2 separate regions of the Zea mays genome follow, and region 1 is linked to region 2. The links are chromatin contacts, called in public Hi-C maps. All regions are on one chromosome and are shown on one strand. The core of a region is the stretch at or near the end of the contact, and the rest is flanking DNA. Distances in the headings are between cores, read along the strand shown.

Region 1 (6,732 bases), core at 3,027-5,526, 610 kb after region 2:
GAGCTTGTTGGCGGTCACGTCGACGAGAATTCCTCCTTTGTCTAAAGACTCGTTCGTCAGGAGTTTCTCCTACTTCTGAGACTTCATCCAGGGATACGGGCTGTGCTGGGTCTCGCTCCCTAGCCTCGTGATGTCACCGAATATTCCGGCGTCTGTTCCTTCGTCATCGAGCTTCTCGCTGGGGAGGCTCTTCCCCTGGCATGGTTGGCTCATCGTCGGAGATGGGAGATGACTCCAATCTCCCCTCGATGAAGAGGACGTCGGGGTAGAAAGGGGTTGATGTGGTGATGAATTTCTTTCCGTCCTTCTTTGAGGGCGAAGGTATCGGAAGGATAACTTGACGGGCCTCCATCCCGCTTGCTTCTTTTTTTCCTTGTAATCCGTGTCCACTCCTTTGTGGGCGAAGTGGGCAACGGGGTTCTTCGGGTGAGTGAATTCCTGGCTCTCGACTTGCAAGAGGCAGTCTTCGTCTGAGGCGTAGGAGGTTGCGCTATCTATTGTCTCGCTCCGACTTTCTCGGAGATTTTCGAGGAAGGCCTCTTCTCCGACGGATCCGATATGCGGTGCAGAATTCCCATCTCATCCGCTACGGACGAGATGGTCCCGAAGCAGAATACGGATCCAGGGCGGAGAGCGATCTTGCATTGGGAGGTGACAGCCATTGAGCTAGCTTGGATCAACGACACACCCCCTACCTAGCGCGCCAGCTGTCGGTGTTTGGAGCCCGACCGCGCACTCAGGGTTACCCCTCGTGGTGCTTTTGGGTAGGACGGTGCTGTTGAATGTAACTCAATGGTTCGTGCGAGATGCACGAGGGATGACAGATGGTTTTCTACAGGTTCGGGCCACTTTGAGATGTGTAACACTCTACTTCCTGGCGTGGATCTTTATGTGGTAGGTTACAAGGGAAGTCTCCGGTATGGAGAAAAGCTAGTGAGCTGAGTAGATGGTCGATATATGTTTTGATGGGGTGCCCCCTAGGCCTTATATACTTGACTGTGGGGCACTACATGCGTATATGATGACGATGTGTTCCCAAGTAATAGTGAACCGACTAAACTTATCTTACTATAATCTTGCTGACTTATCCTTATTTTGTTCCGACGTCCGAGGGCGCTGCGCGGGAGAATCGGGCTAGCGCTTTGGATAATGTTTAAATCCAATGAACCGCTTGGACCTAAGTCTGGTTTTTCCTCGTGTCGGCCCATTCTGCCAGTAATCCTCCCCTGGCCCACGAAGGGACGGCCTTACGAGACGATAGGCCCAAAGCCTTTCGTGAGGCCTTCTTGCCTTCTAGTGGACCCGGAGGTTATCCGTCCCCCACAGATACCCATGGATAAAATATACTATCCGTACCCTACCCGACGTATTTCGGGTACCCGACCCGACAGGATCCACGGGTGAGTTTTTCAACCCATATCCATGTCCATCGGGTACGAAACCCGTGGGTATCCATACCCACGTGTCCAATTGCCATCCCTAGGTGCAGGGTTGTGGGAGGAGTGGGAGGGATGAGGAATAATCAAAATAATATTGTTCATTAGATTTGAGTTATTAAAAAAGATGAGGTTGTCTAGCGATATGGACCGTTAGTTTTGATGATATGTTAAGTCTGGTGCAATTTGTTTAGTGGATTTAGTAGAGGTTATGGATATCGTGGTGATTTAGTTAGATGAGTTTTGTAAAATTTAAACATGTAATTATATAGTGGTATAGATTAATGTTGAATTTAGAAAAAGTTGTAGATTTTGAGGCTAGAATTACTAAAATAAGATATCAAAGAAAAAGACATTGCCAAGAACGAGGTGGAGCTCTTAAGACTAGCTCCAACAAGGAGCTCTAAAGGGTCCTGTACCCTAAATTTAGAGGACAAGAACGTCCTCTACTCCCTCCAGCAGCGTCCTCTAAACGGTCCTCTAAATTTAGAGAACGCTGCTGGATCCTCTATATATAGAGTTTCTCTAAACGGTTCTCTATTTATTTGAATACTTTAAACAACCGGTTTAGTAAAACTAAAATATGTACAATATATTTGAGAGTATGACAAATACGTATGTATAAAAATTAAAAATTAAAAAATATTTTTAATATAGGTATTTACATATAGATGACGTGATTTAGAGGACGTTTTTGGAGAGGAAGTAGAAGAACAGAAAAAAAATGAGCTGATGGACGTGTCGGATCGATCATCATCTCATTCATGCGCACCCGCCAACTCAAACGAAGCTGCCGACCTGCCGGTCCTCTAGGGGTCCATTGCATCAACGATATCTTGATGGGGACACGGTTGCAGGAGAGACGAGAGATATTTTAACCGGACGAAGAGAAAACGGATAAGCATTAAGCAGCCACGGTGACGCTGCATATGGCCCACGTGCAATCAGCCTGGCCGATCTCACCACCTCTGCCTCAGATTGTTCTTGGCGCACACCACACCTTACACGGGGTTAAAACATCTCCCCCACCATGTCACCGTCTCCCTTAAAATCTGCTATAGCTGATTGAAAAAAAAAACTGAATTGTAGAAAATAGGAAAGAGCTGGTCAACCAGATCGAGGAAACTCTACTCCTGAGCACGTGAGGCCATCTCCAACAGAGCATGTAAACAGTTATATAAAGTATTATTTTGTGTTGTAGATTATAATATTTATAAAATAGAATTTAAAATAATAAGTAAAATAAGGATTATGATAGAGAATCTACTATAGATAGTCAAGCAGTGGGTTCTAATGCGCGCGTGCGTTGCAACATGTAACGATGCGAGAGCCCAGACAGCCCTCACGCTAGTCATGTTCGATTCACGAGTGACATATGAGCACAATTAATAATAATTGCTAATGCACAGTTACAAGTAGATGTGGATCATTTATTCTATTAAACGTTGGTCCATCACGTGTCAACCACAAATCAACATAAAAACATTTAGACTAAACTAGGGCCGGACAAAATACTTGTGGCCCTCAGCTCGCTCGGCTCACGGTAAGTTCGGCTTAATTTGACTCGTCTCATTTTAATTTTGTCATGAGCTGAGATAACATCTCAACTCGGTTTGTTAATGAGACAGTTTAAGCTAGCTCAATAACTCAAATGAGCTCGTATTTTTCAGCAAAACACAGCCTTCACTTGTTTTGGATGCACTAATAAGTGATGAACTGTTTTAGTTTGATGTTTATTTGATGTGGAATGTGAAATTGTGAGTGTTATTACACTTTTCTAGTGTTAAATTGGTCTAGAATTAATTATCAATTAATTATATTGTTGTATATATATTGTTTTTAGTCATGCCTCGCGAGTTAAATAAACCATCTCAAGCTCACAAACAAGTCGAGCCGAGCCGATTCTCTGGCTCAATTTCTTAATAAGCCGAACCAAACTGAATCGAGTTGGCTCAGTATCCGTCCTAGATAGAACCAGAGCCGTTTCCGTTTATCACCCGGTCCCTTAAGAGGGTGACCAGTTCATATACTTTCATATACTTTTATACTTTTTGGTTAATTGTATGTATTTAGGTTATATTTATAATCTTCAGAACTAATAGTTAGCTGCTAAAATTAACAGTTTTCTAATCACTCTTAGCTAATGCTCTACTAATTATTAATTAGTTCACAACTAACAGTTAATTTATTAGTTGACTCAATCCAGCTAACAATTTATGAGCTTGCTAAAACTAATCCGGCTAACAATTCGTTAGCTAGTTAACCATTAGTTTTACATATTCTAAACATGACCTTAGTGTGGCTGAGATAAAAAAATAATACAGGATTCTAATTATGATTTTTATTTTGTACAAGTACACTCTTAAAGTCCTTATTTTATCTAGTTATTATGTTTTAAATCTTTAAAATATTAATATCACATGATATTTACTAACAAAACTGTCTTTTACAATGGCGTGCATTGGCGCATTTTTCAACATTTGTGGAACGTTGTAGATGCCACGTCGTCGTATCCAGCCGATCCCCGGGATCGTAGTCGGTGCCGCAGCGGTTTTTCTTCAGCACTAGCAGTACTAGGCGAAACCAGCAGTACAACCTGCCCGGCGTGTCCACCTGTTCAGTGACATGTGGACCATACCTTCCGTGGCGGGCCCCGAGGGCCATCCGACCGGCGGCACTCGGTCGCCTTCGTGAGGTCGTCCCCCCTTCCGTTGACGGGACGCGCACAAGCGCAGCCGCAGAGCACACTCCACTGCGGCCGAAGCAAAGCAAGACGGCGGTATTAGTATTTAGTAGGCACCAGCGGCTTGCTCCGCGTCGTCATCGGTAGCGCGCGGTCGCGACTGGCTTCTCGTAGCAGCTTATCTACAGTAATAATCACAAGAGCCTACTAGGTGGTGGGAGCAGAGCAGCACTTGCAATTGCAACCAGCAAGCGCAAGAGAGGAGGGGGCTCAAGAGTCTTGACGCGTCTAGCCTTCGCAGAAAAGGGTTCAAGCGAGAAGAGGGGGGGAGAGGGCACGGGTTCAGAGCTGGAGGAGATGGAGAGCCCGCGCAGCCCCGAGGCGGAGATCGGCCACCGGGTGGAGGACCTCTGGGAGGTGGCGGAGCCGCAGCTCTCGCCGTCGGAGAAGCTCAACTCCTGCTTCGAGGACATCCCCGTCGCGTCCTTCCCGCGCACGCACCCGTCCCAAGGTGATATCCTGTTTATCAATTACTTTTGCGGTTGCCTCGCCCCCTCCTCCTTCGTGCCTTGCTTACTGTACTGCTCGCTAATTTGTATCCGGTCCCTCGTGCGTGTTCAATCGAAATAATTTTTTTTCTTCAAAAAATCGTCTTGATGTAGCGAAACGTAAACCTCTGTATCCATCCAGCGTCACATCTGAGTTCGCGTTCGCGTGCTGTGTGATCCAGTCGAACAGCTCTCTTGTTCCGGTGTCAGTTGCATTATTTGTGTCTGTATCGTAGTTTTGTTGGCGTTGGCAGGAGCCCCTTGCTCATATGTCACTGTGGTGCTGATCTGCTCCAGTAGAGCCAGTCTGTGCTAGGTTGCCGTTCTTGTCATTTCAGGGTTGCAGACATGGAATTTTTAAGGTCTTATTTCAATGGACGATCCAGTGGATGTTCTCTATAGCCCTTGCCTCCTATGGTCAGCTCAGTGGGCATGTCTTCTCTGAACCAAATGCATGGGCCTTGACGAACTGTTCTTAATACAGTGATAGTGTCACACGATTTCTCTGATATCAGATTACACGTATATCTCGTTCTTTTCCTTCCTAGGTCCAGTGATGCGGTAGAGGTCTAATAGTACATAAGACAAGTATATGTATGTTAGTTGGGGTGTCGTTTTCATCTCTTGACCAACTCAGCAAGAGACGTGGAGCACTTTCTTTGTCGGCATGATGTGTGTCACTGTGTGGGTTGATGTGGATAATTCATAATTATCAGCTTGCTCAGAAATCATCGAGCTGCCATGATTGCAAGAGGCATCTTCTCGAACAGTGAGGCTCCCATTACCATATTTTGTCTTAGTTGTGAACCTGCTATCTCCAAGAGTTTCCAAAACTCTCACTCCTAATCTAGATTTTTTTAGCAAGATAAAAAGAACTGCTCTCCAACAACTCTCTATCTTAACTCCGAATCTTTCCGCGCTTAGGTAAGTCAATGCAATCGCGCAGATAAATACGCGCGGAAAGAATAAAAAGGCAGGACAAGGTTCCTGATGCAAATATACAAAGAAAATATAAAATTGGTTAGTATGATTTAGAAGCAGTGCATGAGTCTAGATGTAAAATTATCTTCTATATTTTAGGATCAAGATTTTAAGAACTGTTGGAAAATATACTCCCAACCTTTTTTAGCCACTTGTAAAACTTATTGATTGGGAATTATTGGAGATGCTCTTATCTGGGGAATTGGATACACATAGAAGATAAATCATCATGATCTATTGCTGGGTTCAAACCGAAGACTAAGCAAAATTAAACGGCCAGTACATATGCAATCTATGTTACTTCCAAGAGTGTGTGATTAGTTGCCGTAGAGGAAAATTCTTTTTTTAGGGACAAGAGGAGTGCACCCCATATTGTGCTTTTATTAAACAAAGGAACAAAGCTCACGCAGTTCATCAAGAGATGTAGAAAGAGACAAAAAAATCAAAAAGATTACACATAGGCTTCTAGGCATTGGCTAAACAAAGGTGCAAGATCTTCTTTTGCTCTAAGTATAATTTGAACAAATTCTTAGCAAAAGACTGCTTGCATAGAGAAGCCAAGGGCATAGCTTGCTGAAAGATAGTAACATTACGAACATCCAAATGGACCAACACATTGTAACAATGATCTACATGAATCTTTCATTTAAAAAATTCATTCTTCCTTGAACCTGCTGTTATAACTTTCATCTTCCTCTGTATATTTTGATACATAGTTTTCATTCTCTGAGTGAAAACCATCAAAACTAAAAGATTAGAACTATTGAGGGGGTGTTTGGGATGGCTCCAAGTTCTAGCTCTAGTGTGGAGCTGTAGTTTATAATATCAATTTAAATAGTTTTAAAAATATTTTTAATCTAAATAATAAACAAAATGACTAATCTAAATGTCTTCTAAAAGCTTACGACTCCAACTTCACGATTTTCTGGAGCACCTAATGACCTGCTCCACCAACTCCACCAAATTTTCTGGAGATGGAGATGTCTCAAACAGGGCCTGAATTTAAATTTCCATCTTGTGCTAGAAGTGAATACCTAAGTAGGATACTAGAATAACTAAGTATATTTTCCAGAAGTTCCTCATA
Region 2 (7,310 bases), core at 370-2,869:
ACAACAGGACACCAGAGCACCCACCTTCGTGGAGGCGCCGCTCCACAGGACCAGGCTCCGGCGCGCCGCCGCCGCGTCCCCGTCAAGCAGACCACCGCTGCCCATGTTCTGCCAGAACGCGTCGACGAGCCTCCTCGCAGACGCGGACGGCAGCGTCCCTTCGGCGACACGGTTGCCGCTGCCACGGCAATGCCGGCTCCGGGACGACTCCGACATGTCCCCGCCCGCGCTGGTCCGGTGCCGCGGCAGCCGCACCGCGGGCCGCCTGGACCGCAGCCTCCTCCCCACCGCCGCCGGGTCCGAGCCCCCCGACGACGACACCGCGCGGCGCTTCCGGATCTTGTTGGCCAGCCTCACTGTCGCAGCGGCGGTAGCCTCGTCAGCACCTGCTCCTTCCTCCGAATACAGCCTCGGCATTGCAAGCTAAGCTCCCAAGATTCTTCTCGCCTCCTCCTCCTGCTGTTCGCCGACACCAGCCAGGAAGAAGCGCAGAGCAACGCGACTGCAGTCAGTGCTCAGTCCCACCGGTCACTGATGCGGTCAAGGAGTGGTGTGCCTATGATGACAAGACTGTCACATCAAACCGATCGAAAGGGAAAGAGAAACTAGGCGAAAGCAAAAGAGGTAAAGGATGGAATCGATGCAGCTTTAAAAGAAGGAATAAGAAGCAGGGTCCGGCGAGTGGAGCAAGAACTGGCGAGCAGAAGAGGGTGGATGTGACCATGTCCATCACACACACAGACGCACACAGAGCGCCATTGGGATTTGGGAACCAAGATTCGTCCCCAGTCTCGCCTTTGAACAGACCAGAGTCCAGAGCAACGAACCAACGATGATCGTCTCGAAAATGCGCGAAAAAGGTGGCCCCGAAATTTGCAGTGGGGTTGTCCAAGATTTAAAATGTGCTTGATTTGCAAAGAGATACTCCGAAGAAGGAAACAGCTTTCGCAGAGACCAAGGAACACAGAGTTCTATGGACCACAGAGCTGCCCCAACGAACGTCGGCACCAGCGGGCAAGACTAGCCTCGAGGTATCGTGGACCGGGAGACCCAAAGGAAAAGGTAGAAGAAGAAGAAGCAGCCAAGTGCTCGCTGGCATCGAAGAACAGAGTGGCGTACCCATTGATGTGCTGCCTGGCGCGCCTGTACGAGCTCGGATCAGCTGCTGCGAGTGCTGGCTCTGGCCCGTGCTGCCATCATGAGGCTTTGGAGCTTCTGCTCAGGCGGCGCATCGCAAATTCGCAACTCGCACGAGTGGGGAGATGGACGGACGGGGGACAGGGATGATAGTGCGGGCGTGTGTCAGTGCGCCCCCGCGTACTGTTGTGTATCGTCTACGTCGTGCGTGCATGTGTCGATCTGCTCGAGGTCGGGCCGGGCAGGGCGCGAGGCGCGTGAGCTTGTCCCTCCTTGCCGAGGGTGGTCCGGTGGTGCGTATGATTGGAGCTTGTCGGAACGGCGGGCTGGTGGCGGTGGAGCATGGACGGATGGATGGACGTACGCTAGCTACGCCCGCCGGTGAGGGGTCTGGGGAAGCGAGGGATAGGCGGGCGAGGTTGGGAGCACGAGGGAGTAGGAGTGTAGGACGTCGGCTTGCGGCGGGCTCCTGCTGCGCTGTACGCTGCCGGACCGGGGGCCCGGGAAGAAGATGAGGGTGGCTGTCAGACTCAGCACATGGGCCGTGCCGTTGTTGTACCTATGCCTTCGTATTTGTTTGTCCCTAACTCCCTATGCACGTGTAAACATCATGTTGGAACATATCCGAAAAGTTATACGGATATTAAAAAAATTTATCTTCTTTTTCGATTACAAATAAATAGCTCATAGAATCTACCATATAAATTTGATTATTATTTGTAGTACTGATCTTATTATTCATAAAATGTAAACCTCAAATTTATTCAATCTTTTCTCAAATGGTAGATATAAAATCCAAATATGGATATGGATTCAGATGATTTTTATATTTTTTGTAGGGAGTAAACAATACAAAAAAACTATACAAATTTTTTTTATAATATGCTTAACAACATAACTAAAAATTAGTATCAAATTTTATGCAAATCTATTTTTAAAAAATTAAGTTTGTCCTATAATTCCGATGTTTAAAATCCAACCCTATAAATATGCTTTTACTTGATATGTGTGTGAGAGAGTGAAAATATATTTTAACATGGTTTGTATACATATTGATTTGCCACGATGCACTATGGGTGCGTTTTGTTCAGCTTTTTAAACCTGATTTTGCTTTGAAAAAACAGAAGCTCAACCAAAGAGATTTAACTTATCTGCAGCTACTTTAGAAAGACAACTTTTATATAGTAAAAATTTGAAAGCGACTTGAACTATGCTTTTGCTGCTTATCCACGTTCGCCATGTTAATAAAGAGATGTTGTAAATAGAAACAAAAATGATTAAAAATAAATAAGTGTTATAAAAATGAAAGTAAATTTTTTATTAAAACAATATTTAAAATTATGAATAAAAATATTTTTAATAAAAAATATTGATCAAGAGATATAGTTAAATAAAGTGCATTTAAGCAATGTATACTTCCTTTCCATGGCAATCAACAATGGGGTCGTAAGGAAGATATAAACACTACCGGAATCAAGCGCTTTGCTGATTGTTTTTTGTCGGGCACTCGGCAAAGACTTATTTGTCGAGTGCCGCACTCGGTAAAGTCCTGCTCTCGGTAATGACCGCGTTTACTGAGAACAGGACTCTCGGCACAGAAATACACTCGGCAAAGAAATCTTTGTCGAGTGCCAAGCTTTATTTGGCACTCGGTAAAGAAGCTTCTTTACCGAGTGTCCTGAGTATGACACTCGGCAGATCATGTTGTGCCGAGTGCCTTCCTTGGGCACTTGGCAAAGTATATGTTTATTTTTTTTATTTTCTCAACCAAACTTTTTGGGGTATGTTTCTACACTATGTAGACTTAAATGTTCTATTTTGGCACAGTTATAAAAGTGTTTGCTATAACTATTCGATTTAGTTCGTTTAGTTGAATTTTTTTAGATAATTTAGATTTGAACTGCAAGTCACTCGAAAAATGGAAAACCGTGAATGCAAAAATGATATACGTGTTAGTTAACACAAGTTACGACCGATTTCAGGAGCAGACCAAAATTTCCGAACACCATTCTCATTAAACATGACCGTGAACTTGTCATCAAGTTGTTTAAAAATTGTATAAAACACAAATGAAGTCAAAAAATAATGAAACAATGCCACATGTCACGATATCATATGTAGAGGATGTGATAAAAATTTGAGAATGTTTCGAGAAAGTTGTGACGCACTATGTGTACAAACCTAAGTGACCTACACATGAAATCATAGAGTTTCAATGTAGGTCACTTAGGTTTCTACACATATTGCCTCACAACTTTCTTGAAACATTCGCAAAGCGCTCGATGCTGTTAGTGAAAGGAGACATGTTCCCTTCCTTTCCATGGCAACACAAGCACAAGAGATAGAAGACAAAAGGTAGGGAGACTCTTTCCTTGTTATTCATTTTGAGTGGTACATATTCATTATATAGAGAAGTAGAGTACCTTGGGGCTAGAATTGTATTAACCCACATAACCCTTCGTAAGGTTTCTTAACAATCCGTACTTCAGATTTGTCTGGTGCCAATTTAGGGCTTGTTCGGTTAGCTCTCAATCTATGTGGATTGAGTGAGATTGGGTGGGTTTAAATCCCAAACAAGTCAAAGTTATTCTAATTTTTTTCCAATCCTATCCAATCCATATATAATGGGAATAACCGAACAAGGCCTTAATGATCATGTGATCATATTTGTTGATAAGACGGATGATGCTCTTTCAACGTGTCATATGCATCCTGGGAAAGTTCTTATGGCATTAGGCCATACATCATTTTCAAGATTGGGAGTAAATCGGTGTGAATGATTTAAAGTGCCATTTCAATTCTTTTATTTTGGAAAAAATAGAGTCAACTTAATGGACTAGCTTATTTATCTTAAAATTTAATGTTCTATAATTTTCCAAGTTTACATGTAAGTCTATCTCAAATTTATATGATTGGAAATGGACATTGAATCTAGAAATCACCATGCTAACTTTTTTAATCTATAACTTACAACATGGTATTTAACCCACTCTTTAATAGCAGAAATAGAGCACTAATATTACCTTTATTTTATTATATGATCAGCAGTACTACACAAATGTATTTTATATATAACCATATTAGCTTAATTAATCTATGTTTAAATTATGATTATTAGAATAGATTTAAAATCCAAAGATCTACACAGACCTGGGGTAATGCCTCCATAGTGGTTTTGCACGTTGTTGAACTCCACCATATTTGAAGTACCAAATGTGAGTTACAAGGATTGGAGTTGAAAAATAACATTGGAGGACTTTGAATTTACTCAAATGCATCTTTTTTTATTACCTTTAGATACTAGTACTGGATACGTTTTCTCTGTAAGATAAGGTTCGCAGAGACGGACAATGCCTTCGTTTGTGGCTACATGCATGTTTAAGGTTGTTTTCAGCAACGTCTATTAAATTTCATTCTCTAAATGAATATTATCTATCCTTTACAGCACACTCTAAAATATTTCGTCATCTATATCTTCGCCATCTCCAACAACATCCTCTAAATTCGGTTCTTTAACTACATTAATTTTTTTGCCCTTTCACATAAAATCGTAATTTTAATCTCGGAAATTGGATCACAGTGAGTTTGAAAAACTTACATTTTTTTGGAAATGCATTAATCATCGTCCAAACCATTTTTTAATGGAGCCATCCCTGTCTTCTGAAATCCCATCAATAAATATATAAAGGTTTTCTCCACTGTTTTGGACACCACGAGCAACAAGACGACAACATGGAGCGGCAGCGTCGGGCCTTGCCTCCTCCACACAGCCTCGTCGTCGTCGAAGCCGACACCAGAAAGGAGGTGTTGCACGCGATGGGAAGCTTTTGAGCTAGCGCGGGAGCGAACGAGAGGCAGCGGCACGGGAGGGAACAGTGGATAGCGAGCGGTCGCCTGTGCGCCACATTTACCGAATGAAACGTGTCCACCAAAATTTAGCGTCTCCTTTACAGGACATTGTTGGACGCGTTGGGTAGAACTTCATCCCTTAGTTTTATCGTAAGCGTCCGTTACCGGAGACAATTTAAATCAAGATTTTGAAAGGCAGCCATAATGGCCACATCTGGGAATCGATTTAAAAAACAAAAATATGAGCCCAAAGACAAGCCTGTTCTAGAGCCCACCGCCAAGCTCTTCCAGGAGCCCACAATTGAGCCCATTCAAAGTGCGCCCCATCGCTTGGCCTACTCTAGACGCACTGCCAGCATCGAGCCCACTTCATATGTATGGTCGTTAGCTGTCTTGGGTGTATAGATGATATCGTTTGGAGAGTAAAATTTGACATTTGGAAGGAGATAGAGGATATGATAGGAGAGTTGTTGAACAGTGAGCCTACTCACCGCTGTGGACACCACCTAGCTAGATCCAACTACAATGGAGCTCTACTCATCTCTGCATTGGATCTACTATAAGGAGTGAGAGGGTGAGGCGATCTCCATGTCCATAGCGCCATTGGTAGGGCCGGTCTTGGGGGTGGGCAGGGTGTGCGGCCGCCCAGGGCCCCCAGAAGGTATGGGCCCCCTAAATATAAGTATAAGATATGATATGTGCTATGAATATTTAGTAATTGGTCTTGATTGATACACTATTCGTTAGTCCTTTCGCTAGCTATAGCTTGTTAGGAATCTGAGAAATCTGAGAAATGAATCGATGAGCCTACTACAATCACAAAGAAAAAAAATCCTCACATAAGATGATTATAGTCGTAGTGTATAGGTACTAGTTCTTATATTATATGTTATATTTGTGTATTTTTTCAATCTCACAAACTAATAATTGATCATTAATATATTATATATAGGATTAAGTCAAAAATATTTATCAAAACTCTTATTTTATTTTGGCACCAAGCGAGTAAAATATTAAGATAAGAGATTTTCGAATGGAGTATTGCCTGCTACATGATTTTGAAGAATATTGTAGAGATGGATTGTTATCCTAATGTCTCTAATAGGTGAGTGCCCGTGCGTTGCAACGGGAACGTATAATGTCACGGTAATTTATGTACAAATATGTGTTATATTGTTAAGAGAAAAAGTTTCGTAATCTATTTGTGATTCTAGTGATAAGATGAAGAGCGAGAAAATTCAAGCTATGGAAATACAGAAGATGAAGAACTGGTCGAAGGTTACCACGCTTTCAGTTCTATGGGCATCAGAGAACCAAGTTCAAAATTTGCATATCCATGAAGTGTTGTTCAATAATGATCGAACTTAGAATAGATTGAAGAGAAACCTCATCGCACGGTACAATGGTCTGTACCAAACCATGTATGAAAGAGGACACCTGAATATTGCGTAGATTACAATGAGGAGGAACCATTTGCTATTTGTTCGGATCAACGATGGGTGGGTTATCGTTATTGCTGGACACCATCAGCCAGACAAGGACAAGAAGAGTCGAAAGAGAGGCAGGGGCGTGAGGTTCTGCAGGTCGGGGTTGGATAGAGATTATCTGCTTACCTCTAAGGAGGTCATGATGACCTACCTTTGTCCTGAAGGTCATATACACAATCATATTAACCATAAAACTAAATATGACTCTCTCTTGCACGCAAGCCCGTCAATTCATCACACATATGAGCAATCATGTTGCTAGATTAAGTCTCGACTGAATTATATATGCATTCTAACAATGATTGTTGTAATGCACACTCTAATGTCTCATATATTGACTTATCCCGAGAGAACACCTAAAATCCAAAGGGCCAAGGAACACTACCAAATACATAACAGACACAAAAAACAGTCAGTTTTGGGATATTAACGGAGATAACATTAACATTTTCCTAGGTGTTGTTTTCGATCCTTTGACCTGAAATTGTCTGCATCTCATCAGGAAAAGGATGGTATTATCGACATTGGTAGCTAAGAATGATACCAACAATTGAACAAGAAGTAGCATTAACGAAGTTATACACTTTGAAAATCGTAGACCAGCTTCAAGTAAAGCAACTAAAACTCTTATTTCTTCCAAGTAATAATACCTTAAGTCCCAATGGAAACTCCCCCAAAAAAGTTCGCTTTGAGGCTAATAATTCAAAAATTAAACAAAGCAGGGCAATGCTGATCGAAGTATGTGGGCAGGTAGGGGAATGAACAAGGCATGCATATACAATATATGTGAACCAAGTAACAACTCAAATTACCTCTTCCTCCATGCATGTCGCTGGC

The links. A called contact is a pair of places that touch in the nucleus more often than the background predicts.
Region 1: a Hi-C map of ear shows a contact between it and region 2, with 3 times the contacts expected there. The contact joins the promoter of LOC100280507 here to the promoter of LOC103646589 in region 2. A contact is called at or near these places in 2 of 25 Hi-C or Micro-C datasets (ear and tassel).

The regions. Positions count from the first base shown.
Region 1 is chr2:75,427,932-75,434,663 of Zm-B73-REFERENCE-NAM-5.0, forward strand. LOC100280507 (AKIN gamma) reads left to right here and starts at 4,277. Exons shown (of 6, transcript NM_001291619.1): 1 at 4,277-4,630. The coding sequence starts at 4,477.
Region 2 is chr2:74,818,457-74,825,766 of Zm-B73-REFERENCE-NAM-5.0, forward strand. It overlaps LOC103646589 (myosin heavy chain-related), which reads right to left and starts at 1,620. Exons shown (of 4, transcript XM_008671297.3): 1 at 1,120-1,620; 2 at 25-556. The coding sequence starts at 417.